2 separate regions of the Mus musculus genome follow, and region 1 is linked to region 2. Evidence: chromatin contacts called from public HiChIP or PLAC-seq data. All regions are on one chromosome and are shown on one strand. The core of a region is the stretch at or near the end of the contact, and the rest is flanking DNA. Distances in the headings are between cores, read along the strand shown. Region 1 holds the start of Pcgf6 (polycomb group ring finger 6). Region 2 overlaps Nt5c2 (5'-nucleotidase, cytosolic II).

Region 1 (6,126 bases), core at 159-2,658, 150 kb after region 2:
CTCCCCATGCCCTGAATAAACTCTATTCTATACTATATCGTCGTGTGGCTGGTCCCTCAGGGGTAAGGGATGCCTTGGCATGGGCCCGCTGGGGCACCCCCTTCCCCCACACCTCGCCACACCCCCATAGAACATATATTAATACCCCTTTATCTTTTTAAAATCACAACATCAAACCCAGTCCAAAGCCAACACTACAAGGTCTCATTTCAAAACAAGTTAAGCCATGATCCCAAGATTTCATTATAAGCAGTGTAACTTAATTGCACTCCAACCCTTCAAAATATCCAATCTAAAGAAAACACTGTATCTAAGCGGTCCCAGTTCTCTGACATATAGGAAACTAACAGTGAAAGGCACCTGTTCTTTTGTTGGTTTACAAAAAGCCCTTAAACCTGCCTGGTCTCCCCACATTACCAAGGATGACTTTGAACTTGCTGCCTCTGCCTCACGAATGTTGGTAGTAACAAGTGTCTACTACCACATCCAGTGTAGACAGTGCTGTGACTCGAACTCCGAGCGTCCTGCAGGGCAGAGATACACTGTATCAACTGGCCTACACCCTATCCCCGGGATGCCTTTCTTCACACATTTGTTATTTATTTTTAATGGGGGAGGGGTCCCAAACCCTCTCAACATCCTGCAGAAAAAAAAGAGTACACCTGCCAGTAGCCTTAGACATCTAACTCCCTCCACGTTACGCAAAGACTTTTACAGAATGTAAAAAAAACAAAAACAAAAACAAACAAAAAAACGGGACCCAGAGTGCCCTAAATGATCTGCAAGGACTCCACAAAATAAATGAAGCCGGAGAGAGGCCACGCCTGGGTGGGCGGGGATGGAGCGCTACACAAGCGCCGCGAGCTCCAGCGACAACGGCAACCACAGGTCTGCGCCCCGCTGGGTCCCAGAGGCCGCTCGAGCGCAGCCAGGTCTGGCAGGGTCGTCGATACCTCCTCCTCGTCCTCGGAGTCTGCCCGTCCGGACTCCAGACGCAGAGAGAAGTGGCTCATCTCTTCCTCCTCCTCTTCTTCCTCCTCCATCTCCTCCTCCTCTTCCAACTCTTCATCGTAGTCCTCGAAGCGGCCTCTCAAGCGGCCCAGGCTGCGCTCGGGCTCCAACGCCGGGGGCCGAGAGCGAGAGCAGCCGGCAGCGCCCGCCTGGCCCAGGGACGCCGGGCCCTCCTCGCCGGCCGCGGGTGCCGGGATGAGGGCGGGCGGAGAGATGGGAGGCGGAGGCGGTGGCGGTGGCGGCATGGCTGAGGCTCGCTTGGCCTCAGAGGCGCGCTTGTTTTCCGTGGCGTCCGTCTCAGCCTCGTCCATGGCGGGGATCAGAAATCTGGCGAGTTGAGAGCGAGGCAAGGCGAGTCGGACGGCTAGCGCGCGAGTTGAGCACGAGCCCCCTTTCGTACCAGTGCGCAGGCGCCGGCGCTCCGCAGAGGCCGCTGGGAAGTGTGGTTCACCTAGGCTACCTAGGTGAGGCGGAGCTGCTCAGGTTGGGGCGGGGCGTGTGGGCCACGCCTTGAAGGAAGCTCACCGGTTTTCGCGGTCGAAGCCTGCAGTGTGCTGTTCAGGAGAGTCTAAAATGCTACAGTTTCAGTATTTTACTTGCACCAGTTTATTCATGGAACATTGAACTCTAGATGCCATGTGTTCTTGAATTAGGAGTGATGGTTTCATTTTGAGGACTAATTGTGGTTTTCCGTCCATGGTTAATGGCATCTATCTACTTAGTAAGACCTTGTCTCACCAAACAAACAAACAAAAACCCTAAGCTGGCTCAGCAGGTAAAAAATTTGCCTCCAAGTGTGACGACCTGAGTTCAATACCCATGTTAGAGGGAGAGAACTGATTCGCGAAATGATTTCTGAGAAATGAGGGGGAAAAGTTAGAGGACAGCTTTGATAAGAATAACCACATAAGCCAAGTATGGTTACCTACTTATTAATTTCAGCCTTGAGTAGGCAGAATGTTAGAGCCAAGGAATTTGAGACCCACCTGGGCAGCACTCCAACACCCCTGTCTCCAAAAGGAAGAGAAAAGTTCCAGACCTTACCCACTGAAGGGTGTCTTTGGACTTTTGAACACTATTGAGACAGTTAAACGTGGAGGTGTCTTGAGCTGGAAAGATGGCTCCAGCTGTTAAGAGCACTTCGATGCTCGTGCAGAGAGGCCCTTTAAGAAGAACCCCTCTTCCAAGCACCCAAATGGCTGTTCACAACCATCTAGTTCCAGATGCTGTCTTTTGTCCTCTCTGGGCACCAGGGATGCAAATGGTGAACATACATATATGCAAGCAAAACATGCTACACATAAAAATGAAAAATAAATAAAATATAGTTTTCAATTGGAGCCAAGTGGTAAAGGAACCTTTAATCCCAGCACTGAGGCAGAAACGGGCAAATCTCTTGAGTCCTAGGCCAGTCTACAGAGTGAGTTCCAGGATAGCCAGAGCATAACAGAGAAACACTGTCTAAAACAAACAAACAAACAAACAAACCCAGGGCTGGCTGGAAAGATGGCTCAGCAGTTAAGAGCACTGACTGCTCTTCCAGAGGGCATGAGTTCAAATCCTAGCAACCACATGGTGGTTCACAACCATCTGTAATGGGATCCTAAGCCCTCTTCGGGTGTGTCTGAAGACAGCTACTGTGTATATAAAGTAAATAAATCTTTAAAAAAGGCCGGGCGTGGTGACACATGCCTTTAATCCCAGCACTCAGGAGGCATAGGCAGGCTGATTTCTGAATTCAAGGCCAACCTGGTCTACAGAGTGAGTTCCAGGACAGCCAGGGCTACACAGAGAAACCCTGTCTTGAAAAACAAAAACAAAACAAAACAAAAATCTTTAAAAAATAAAACAGGGGCTGGAGAGATGGCTCAGCGGTTAAGAGCACTGACTGCTCTTCCAGAGGTCCTGAGTTCAAATCCCAGGAACCACATGGTGGCTCACAACCATCCTTAATGAGATCTGAAGACAACTACAGTGTACTTACATATAATAAATAAATAAATAAAATCTTTAAAAATAAACAAGTAAAAATAAAACAAACAAGAAAAGATGTAGAGGCTCCCGAAAGTTGGACTAAACACATTTTTCCATTATGAGATAACCCAGGAACCTATGGGGACTGAGAGGAACATGCTATGGTTTGAATATGGATGTCCCTCCACAGGTTTGTGTTTGAACACGTGGTCCCCAACTGGTGGTCCTGTTTGGGAGTTATGAAACCTCTGGCTTGTGTGACCTAGCCAGAAGTGGTGATAACTACAGGCAGGTTTGAAAGATATCCACTTCTGGTCCTGGACTGAGCTCTCTGCTGCTTCACTCAAATGACACATGAAGACTTACGGCTCAAACTCCTGGCACTACAGAGACGCCCCGACATACACTACAGGAATCTTCTGAGGGCATCAGCCTCTCGAGTGCCGGGATCACAGGCACAAACTGCCTTCCCACTCTTGTCTCTAACACGCCAAATGACAAAAGAAAATACAGACTGGATAAAATCAGGATAAAAGAGCTAAATAAAAAAAAAAAACATAGCTCTTGGGCTGGAGAGATGACTCAGCAGTTAAGAGCACCGACAGCTCTTTCAGAGGTCCTGAGTTCAATTCCCAGCAACCACGTGGTGGCTCACAGCCATCTGTAATGGGGTCTGATGCCCTCTTCTGGTGCATCTGAAGAGATCAATGGTAGTGTACTCATATGCATAAAATAAATAAATCTTTAAAAAATATATAGTTCTTTTATACTGATAAACATCATAAAGAAGAAATGATATTGATGTGTACCCTCCATTGATCATTGAACATTCCATAAAACTTTCTACCTGGTATCTGTATACCCCATTGTTTGAGTAAACCTGAAACAGGAGAGAAAAGCCAGAGAGTGTATATGAAGCCTGAGTCCTGGTACGAGTGGTATCTCAAAGCACTAAAGCCAGCATGGGCTTTTCAGAAAACACACTGAGGTGGAATGGTTAGGCATCTAGGGAGAAAAGTTAAAACAGTAGAAGAAGTTGCTCGTTCTCTTCTATCTTCAAGGAAATCTAGAACTATGATTGAACCTTGGTCAACCCCTGGAACTGTGGTCATTAGTATTTATTTTCTGTCAATGATTGATGGTGGTTTCCATGTGTGTACCTGGGGCAATGAACCAAGCTGTGCCAGTTTGTCACATGGCTTTGTACAAATGACAGGATTTATGATGTGTGCGTGCGTGTGTGTGTGTGTGTGTGTGTGTGTGTGTGTGTGTGTCTGTGTGTCTGTGTGTTTGTGTGGTTTCACTGTTGGAGAACTGACTTTCGAGACAAGAGTTGTGGCTGGCTATATAGCAAGAGAGGAAGAGAGGCACTCTTTGTTTTTGGTGTTTGTTTGCTGGGTTATTTGTTGTTATTTGTTTGTGTGTGTGTGTGTGTGTGTGTGCTTGGTTTGGGGTTTCTTTTGTTTTGTTTTTGAGACTGGGACTTGCTGGTCCAGAATTGACGATGTAGACTAGGCTGGCCTCAGACTCAAGAGATTTCATCTGAGTTTCGTCTGATGCCTCTCTAGTGAAGGTATTAAAGGAGTTCACCACAGCTGGCCCCGGCCTGCTACTGAATCTCAGATGTAGTTTCAGAGGACTACCAGGCTTTCAAAGCAGGGGCTGGCGTAGGGGTGGGGTGCTTCCGGAATACTCCCTTTCAGCAGCAGCAGCACCACCACCACCATCTTCATCATCATATTTGTGTTTGTGTGCGCACGTGTGCAATATGTGTATGTGGGAAAGTGCATTTACCACAGAGCATGTAGAAATGAGAAGACAATCTTGTAGAGTTGTAGTTCTCTTCTTCCTCCTCCATGTGGATACCAAGGCCCAAACTCATACCATCAGGTTTGTATCTGGTGGCAAAGTACCTTTACCTACTGAGCCATCTTGCTGGGCCCTTTAAATTCTTTAAACAAACAAACAAACAAACAAACAAACACAGACTTAATTCACTTTATTTTTCTAGTATAAAAACCCTTATGTGGTAGCCATAACTGGAACCTAGGTACACTGAACAGAGCCTCTGGTGTGAGTTTTCACAAGATGGCCAGCGAATTCCTGACAAGGAGACTTGATGAACACAAGTCTCTTTCCAGAGGCGGGGGTGTCAGGTAGCTGTGGGTCTTGGAGATAGGATCAAAGGTGGCCTTGGTAAAGTTGTCCAGGGTGGCAGTGCAGCCCTGGCTGCTGTGTAGCAGTCCTCAATGCCAGCCATCAGCAGTAGCTTCTTGGGCACAGGGGCAGAGATGGATGGCAGTGTCTCTTGGGGCAGGGATGAAGCACACCAACACAGAGCAATGGGGGCCTGTCACCTTACAAGGAACAGTGTGGGGCTTGCCAATCTTGTTTCCCCAGGTAGACTCTCCCAACAGGAACAGGGATGATGGAAAGCTTGACCAAAATGGTGGTCCCTCAGATGGCAGAGGTCAGGTCCTTGGAGCACTTAGCACCAAGAGCAAAGTGACCATTGTAGTCTCCAGTAGTAACAAGAGCCTTGAACCTGGTCTGCATGCCAACCCGGGTCTACTTTGTACTGGCCTGGTCTTTAGAACTCATCCTTTAGGGATGTGCCCAGGAAAAAGTCTGTAATCTCAGAGTCCCTAATGGGCAGGAGAGCGTGGAGATCTCCTCCAGGGGCTTAGTCTTCACGTACCTGACCAGGCAGCCCGGTGGCCACTCCTCGTCTTCAGCTTTACCTCCATGAACCCTGCAGCCTCAACCACAGGCCTCTACCAGGACTTCATCCCCTAAGACACTTCCCTCCCCCGTTTGGTGATTTCCCAAAGAAGAAGAAGCCCTTTAAATAATTCTTATTAGATTCCCCCCTCCCCTGGCAATACTGACAATACTGGAAATTGAACACCAGGCCTTGCAAATGCTAAGTGATTGGTCTACCACTGAGCCACATCCCCAAATCCTGAAAAACTTATGCGGAAGACATTTAGATGCATAGCTTATACCATATACAAGATTAAATCTAAACTGACTGGTGAACTAAAGAAAAAAGAAGCCAGACTGTAGAAGAAAACAGGGATCGGATCCTCTTAACAACATAGGAGAGAAAGGCATATTACCTACGATTCTAAAACCAGATGC
Region 2 (6,382 bases), core at 2,039-4,538:
GTGTGACCTTCCACATGACATTTAAGCATTTCTTTAAAAAGTAACAGTAGCCTCTACCTCATAGTTGACGACAATTACATAGTATAAGGTATCAATCACTGCGTGGAGCTGTGCACACAGTACCGTCTAGCTGCAATAATTAGAGCTAAAACATTAAATACAAAGTCTTGTTTCTCAGAAAACAGGGAAAACAAGTGAAACTACATGCTGGCAGACATTTTTTGTGACTATGCTGCAAGTGACTTTTCTCATCTACGTCACGATAAACAGGCTTGGCCTTCTTATCTTTATAAGGCAAAAGGAGCCACCATGCAGACCTGTTTCCCTCTTCCATACTTACATCCTTGACGACATACTTCTCAAGATTTTCAACCGTCTTCTCCTTAAGGGAGCCCTGGGAGGAAGAGAAAGAAATAAGAAAAGAATAAAACCAGGGGGGTTGTTTCCTTTTTATTTTTTAAGTTATTGCTCTATAGCCCCAGCTGGCTCATCTTCCTGCCTTTGCCCCCTAAGTACTAAGATTACAGATTTAGGATATCATGTCCATCTCACAAATCAAGATTGATTGTCTGAGACAAAGCTTTACGTTGTAACCCAGGTTAGCCTTGAACCTGGATTGTGGAGTAGACCACCACACTTGACCTGTAAGTCTACTGTTAACTTTTACTAAAAAACTTGTACTGACTATCAAACAAATAAATATTCTGTTTACCAAAATGAAAAATGTTAGACAAAAAAAGATTTCAAATATAAAAGTATTCACATTTTAAATAGAAAATTAAAACTTTTCATAGTTTATTAAAGTTTATAGTAAATATAAATCCAATACTAACTAGTGGGAGTTATTTGAACAAAATTTAAATGGACCAACATACACAAGAGATGTAAGTATAATTTCATATACTAAAATTCTTCTAAATATTTTTCAGAAATGCAAACAATAAAATTTAAAAGCTGAGCCTCAAGGCTGAAGAACACTGTCAGTATGGTCGGACAAGAATAAACATAAGAGGCAAATTTCTCTTAACTCCTTTTAAAGGTGAAAAATAAAAGCATTTAAGAGTCTTTATTTTTCTGTTAATGTGTATGAGAGTAAATGTTTTGCCTGTTTCCATGTCTGTGTACCACATGAATGCCTGGTGCCCAGAGACACCACAAGAGGGCGTCAGAGCCCCTGGCACTGGAGTTTCAGATGGCTGTGAGCTGCTGTAGGGTGCTAGGAACTGAATCAAGGTTCTCTGCAAGAGCAGCCAGTGCTCTTAGTCTCTGAGACATCTCTCCAGGCCCTCTCCACGTTCTTTTTTAAAAGGAGCATTCTGCTCTCTGTGTACATGCCCACTTGCAAAGTTAGTATCAGAGCACAGATGCATGCTGGGGAGAGGAGGGTAAAGCAGCAGGCTCTAAATACCTTGTAATGGACCCAGTCCACTGCGTCTCTTACGTCCTGGAACATGCTACGGTAGGACATGAAGAGGTCCCCATCTTTAAATCCTGTGTCACAACTACAGAAAGATGAAAAGAACATGACAAACGGTGAATGAAATGACCAAGGGACCCAAAGGTTCCCATCACGTGGTACAGGCTGTGGTTAGCTAGGGAATCGCTCCCTAATCAAAATGCATTTGAGCATTAAAATGGCCAGAATATTGATATATGGAATATAATAACTGTGTGCAAACACAATGAGACAGGATAATTTACAGGATGGAATTAAAAGGCCAAGGTCCCATAATACCAAGTTCCTCACTTTAGAAGCAGGCCTCACTGCGCAGACATTTAGAAGCTAGGCTCTCCCTCCCTGACCTTCCTGCATTGTCCCTAGGTACAAAGGCACCGTTCAGTTCTATCTGGATTCCACTTTCCACCAAACTGCCCTCAAGTGGGTAAGGCCTCAGATATGAAGTTAGCAGACTCTAACACAGAGGCTGTTACACATCAAGCAATGGCCACACAGCTCCCCAGAAGGAAAGGCTAACCTGTGAAGACTTAGGCAAATTTTTGCTTTACAGAAAATAAACACTATTTTATTCCTTGGTGAGCTCTTGCTGGGCCTGGGAATGAAGCTACATGAGCATCCCGGGATGGCTCCTGGGCAGCTGCTGTGAAATGAGTCGGGGGTTTCAGTGCAACTCTGCTTGGACAGATAAGCATCACACAAACCTCCCACTCAGTTGTCACAATTAGCACCTCTGCTGGCCGTCTTCAATCCCAGTCACAAGTGGTCCCTTCCAAACATGGCTGCAGCACACTGGCAAGGAGAGGGGCCGTGTGGGAGGTGAGAGCCTGCATGGAGCTGCTGGCGCTGTCCATCTCTCAGGCTGGCAATGTGGCATCTCTCACTAGCACTAAATTCACTTTAGAAAAGCAGAAAAGACCTACAATGGCCAGTTCTCTAAAACCCTGTACATTAATTTAAAAATCAACTGGATGAAGAAAATTGTAATATAAACATACCTGGTGTATCTGGGACAATTAGTAAAAAAATCTACGAGGCAGGCCAACAGGTAGGTCTCTGAAAATGAAGAAAAGGTATGAATAAGCTGTAAGTACCATAATCAAGCTGATTTACTCAGCTTCCTGGAAGACATGGCCCTGGAACAAAGGGGCAGTGTGCAGAGTAAGCAGAGGTGTCTACCTGGGAGATTGAATAGTGTGTTCAGAATGTAAAACCGTTCAGTGTCATCTCGTTGGATAAATTTATTTGGATACTGCTCTCTAGTTTCTGGTCTGTAAGAAAATGTAAAAAAAAATTAATTGATATACAAAAAGTTAACAACTGTAGGAAATCATCACTATTCAATGCTTTATTAAAATATGTTGATGGCTATGTGAAAGACAAGAGTTCATATATTAAATGTGAGCAGCTGTGAACAGGCTCAGGGTGAGCCCTTCAACAGCTCTCTTCATAGACAGCACCCAGGGCTCTCCCTGTGCTAGGGAGGTAACTTAAGAACACACAACCCAACCTCTACAAGAAGGCCGTGGGGAACTCTTAAGACTGAAGGGGAACTACTGAGCTTCAAATGTTTAAGGAGACTAATGCATGAACAGGTGCTCACCCTGGAATCCCAGCGCTGGCAGCCAGGCCAGCCAGGGTGACACAGGGAAGCCTTGTCTCAAAACAAATAAATAAAATTTTAAGATAAAATAAGTCTAAAAGCAGAAGGAAGTGACTGCAAAGAGAGGCAAGGACAACCCAGAAAGGATTCCTGTCGGTGCTGGTGTGCTGGCTCTGCTGCAACACCTAAGTGGACACTTCCTCTCCTGGATGAAGTGTGGAACAAAGAGCAAGCCTTCCTTACCGTCTGAGCTGTGCTTTTCTCTGTTCCTCTTTACTGAAAGCGGGCCAACTTCTGACCTGACCTACTTAATTTGCAAGGCCAGCCCCTATCAGTAAAGTGCTTGCCATGCAGACACGAGGAGGAACTTTTGTTTAGAATCCCAATGCCCATGTAAGTGCCAAGCACTGCAGTGTGTGCCTGTAACCCTAGCCATGGGGAAGGAAGAAAGAAGGGTCGAGTGGAACTCTGCTCACCATTCAAGCAAAAGCAAGGACAGTATCTCAAATAAGCTGGAGAGTGACTGAGAACACACCTGCACATACATCCCCACAAAGACAAAGAAAACAAATATAAAGCTTATACACAGTGTAAGCTGGGTAAATTCCTACTTAAGTTACTTAACTTCAAATGGTATGGACTCTAGTCACGACCATAAAATCATAGTAGTTTCTTGGTTAGTAACCCCTTTCATCACCCTTATGAAACAAAGTTTCTAATCAATTCAAGACTAAGTAGAAAGCCATCTCTCTGGCTTTCTGGCAGAAGGGGGCAACACTAGCATGCCCTCCCTCCAGCCAGTGAGTGAAGGCTGGCTTAGACAATCACGGGTGCAGCTGCTGTGGCAATCACAACTCAGACTGACTGATAACTAGGTTAGTCATCGCATTCCCGGTCAGGGGAAGACAATGCATCATACATATCAGAAGAAAACAGTCTACTTGGAATTGGAAGGAACACTGGCATGTTTTGTGACCTGCAGCCCCAGGCTAACAAGGTGTGACAAAGGTAGATGGACGTTGACCTCCTTTTTAGCTCATTGCCACTGCACCTTAAAAACTGAAATGTCCCACCATGTTCATTCTCTCCCTAATATCTTTTCCTTTTGCACTAAGCGTAAATGAATCTACGTTTACCCACAAATGACTTATTTTTGAAATACTACCAAAAGTATTTCCAAAGAAGGTACACTGAAACTTTATGTATAGCAGGTTGATGTGGACTTAGTATTAGGTCTATCTTATACCATATAATTTACAAAATGATAATAGCTGTGTTCAATTTATATTTTGAGAGTCTTTTTTTTTTTATAATTAAACAGAAAGGGTGAAATGTTGCAGGATATTAGGGCAGTGGCAGGCTTGTGATTGGACAGGAAAAGGGAGGAGGAGCTAAGAGTTGTGGAGACAGAGAGGGAGGAGGGAGAAGAACCAGAATGGTGTTATCGAAAGGTTATAATAATTGAGTTAAAGTTTTATCAGTATCAATTAGCCCTGAAACTATTGTATTGGCATTTTTGTAAATTGTGATCTTTTTGTTATATAAATCTAACTGTATAATTAAGCTTTAAGAGTCATGTTTCTACTGGGGTAACTAGGTGTTGAGATGGCTGATGGTGGGGTGTGTGGGGCACTGTGTGGAAGCAAGATGAACTTGGGAGAGAATAGCTCAGTGGTGAGAACACGGCCGAGCAAGCGAGACCCCACCCAGACATAGTGTTGTGGCCTGCCAGTATCGGTACTACAGCAGGAACACAGGCCGGTGGGGCAGGAGAGATGGAGGGTTGACTTTTTAAATATTTCCTGCAACAGGTTGATAAGACCTTTTTTGTTGTTGTTTGATAAAGTCTCATGTAGTCTAGACTGGCCTATGTAGCCAGCGATGACATGACCTGAACTCCTTATGGACTCCTGCCAGGATTACAGAAGTGGACCACTACCCCTAGCTTAGGCCTGTGCATCTTGTATTCTAAGAGTGGTTATAAAATGAATTTAGTGACTTGCTTCTCATTTTTTCCCCTCTGCCTTCCTTTCAACTCATAGCCAGAACAATGAGATCCCTTCTCAGACACAAACAGAACCCTGGTTCATTTTCACCGGGCTCCTTCCCAGTGACAGTATCTGAACATGATGAGCTTAGGTCGGTGATACTGCATGTCATCATGTTCTGTCTACATCCTGCTTCCTGATACGAAAGCATCCTTTACAGCACCAGAAGGTGCATGTAGCCTTCCTGGCCTGCTCTGAGAGGTCAAGGTGATGTTCACTTTACTTCAACTGTACAACAGACATCCGAGACATCTCTGAGCCTGTGTTATGCAATAAGGCTTGCTCAACAGCACCGTGCAATTGCTTCAGTTCTAAGTGGGACACTGCTATGACCTCAGACTTAAAAGGATGTTCTGACACAATTTCAGTTAGTTTATGTCTCTTACAACAAGTGTTGCCAAAACCACTGTCTTTAATTATTTCAATGTGACTATTATGACTTTAGCAGTTTCCCATCAGGAATAAATAAATCAGGAAAATTACATGAATGCATAATATAAAATGTTTTCATTTCAAGTTGTAGTTATGACCCAAATGTCACATTCTATTTTTTTACTTTTCTTTGTTTTTAGATTACTATGTATGCATTGTTCTGCCTGCATTTATGTGTGTATATGCATCACGTGCATGCTGGGTGCTTGTGAAGGCCAGGAGGGCAGCAGATACCCTGGAGCTGGAGTTACAGATAGTTGTGAGCACCATGTGGGGGGCTAGAAATGGACCCAGGTTCTATGTAAGCACAGCATTTACTCACTGAACCATTTCTCCAACCCCCAAACTGTGTTTTTAAAAAGCAAAATAAAACAAAACAACCCTTAGATGTTTCACCAAAAAAAAGTAGATACTTATATATTTATAACTTATATTTTACTGCTTTCTAAAGAGGAAACTCCCAAATTAGCAAAGACAGTGAAGATATTATAAATGTAAGTTATCTGTTTTAAGACCACTCACTTCCTCTCCTTCCTCCTTACCCCTCCCTCCCTCCTTTCTTCCTTTTACAGTGCTGTAGATCAGACCCAGGCCCCTATATCTGAGTGTCTACTTCAACTGTCTTCTACCACCCCATCTTGCCTTTATCTATCTATCTATTGTCTATCTATCTATCTATCTATCTATCTATCTATCTATCTATCTATCTATCTATCTATTTATTTTGAGGAAGGGTCTCTATGTAGCCTTGGCTATCCTGGAATGAAGAGTAGGCTGGCCTTGAACATGCGGAGATCTGCCCACCTCTGCCTCACAGTGCTGATGTTAAAAGCATACACCACC

Evidence for each region. HiChIP or PLAC-seq counts read pairs in DNA pulled down with a chosen protein or histone mark.
Region 1: an H3K27ac HiChIP or PLAC-seq map of extraembryonic endoderm stem cells shows a contact between it and region 2. The contact joins the promoter of Pcgf6 here to the enhancer-like site in region 2. A contact is called at or near these places in 1 of 39 promoter capture datasets (hippocampal neurons), 1 of 484 Hi-C or Micro-C datasets (embryonic stem cells), 2 of 115 datasets of contacts at active chromatin or transcription factors (extraembryonic endoderm stem cells and microglia) and 2 of 9 other capture datasets (adipose tissue and pancreatic islet).

The regions. Positions count from the first base shown.
Region 1 is chr19:47,049,498-47,055,623 of GRCm38.p6, forward strand. Pcgf6 (polycomb group ring finger 6) reads right to left here and starts at 1,409. Exons shown (of 10, transcript NM_027654.3): 1 at 954-1,409. The coding sequence starts at 1,322.
Region 2 is chr19:46,896,168-46,902,549 of GRCm38.p6, forward strand. It overlaps Nt5c2 (5'-nucleotidase, cytosolic II), which reads right to left. Exons shown (of 18, transcript NM_029810.5): 6 at 2,636-2,727; 7 at 2,455-2,512; 8 at 1,409-1,502; 9 at 341-394. Among named protein-coding and RNA genes, the nearest start is that of Nt5c2, 63 kb to the right of the region's middle. Within about 2 kb of position 3,289, at least 108 of the 459 cell types and tissues checked have an H3K27ac peak or open chromatin away from gene starts, as enhancers often do. A contact at or near this core is called in extraembryonic endoderm stem cells and pancreatic islet, where this site is marked.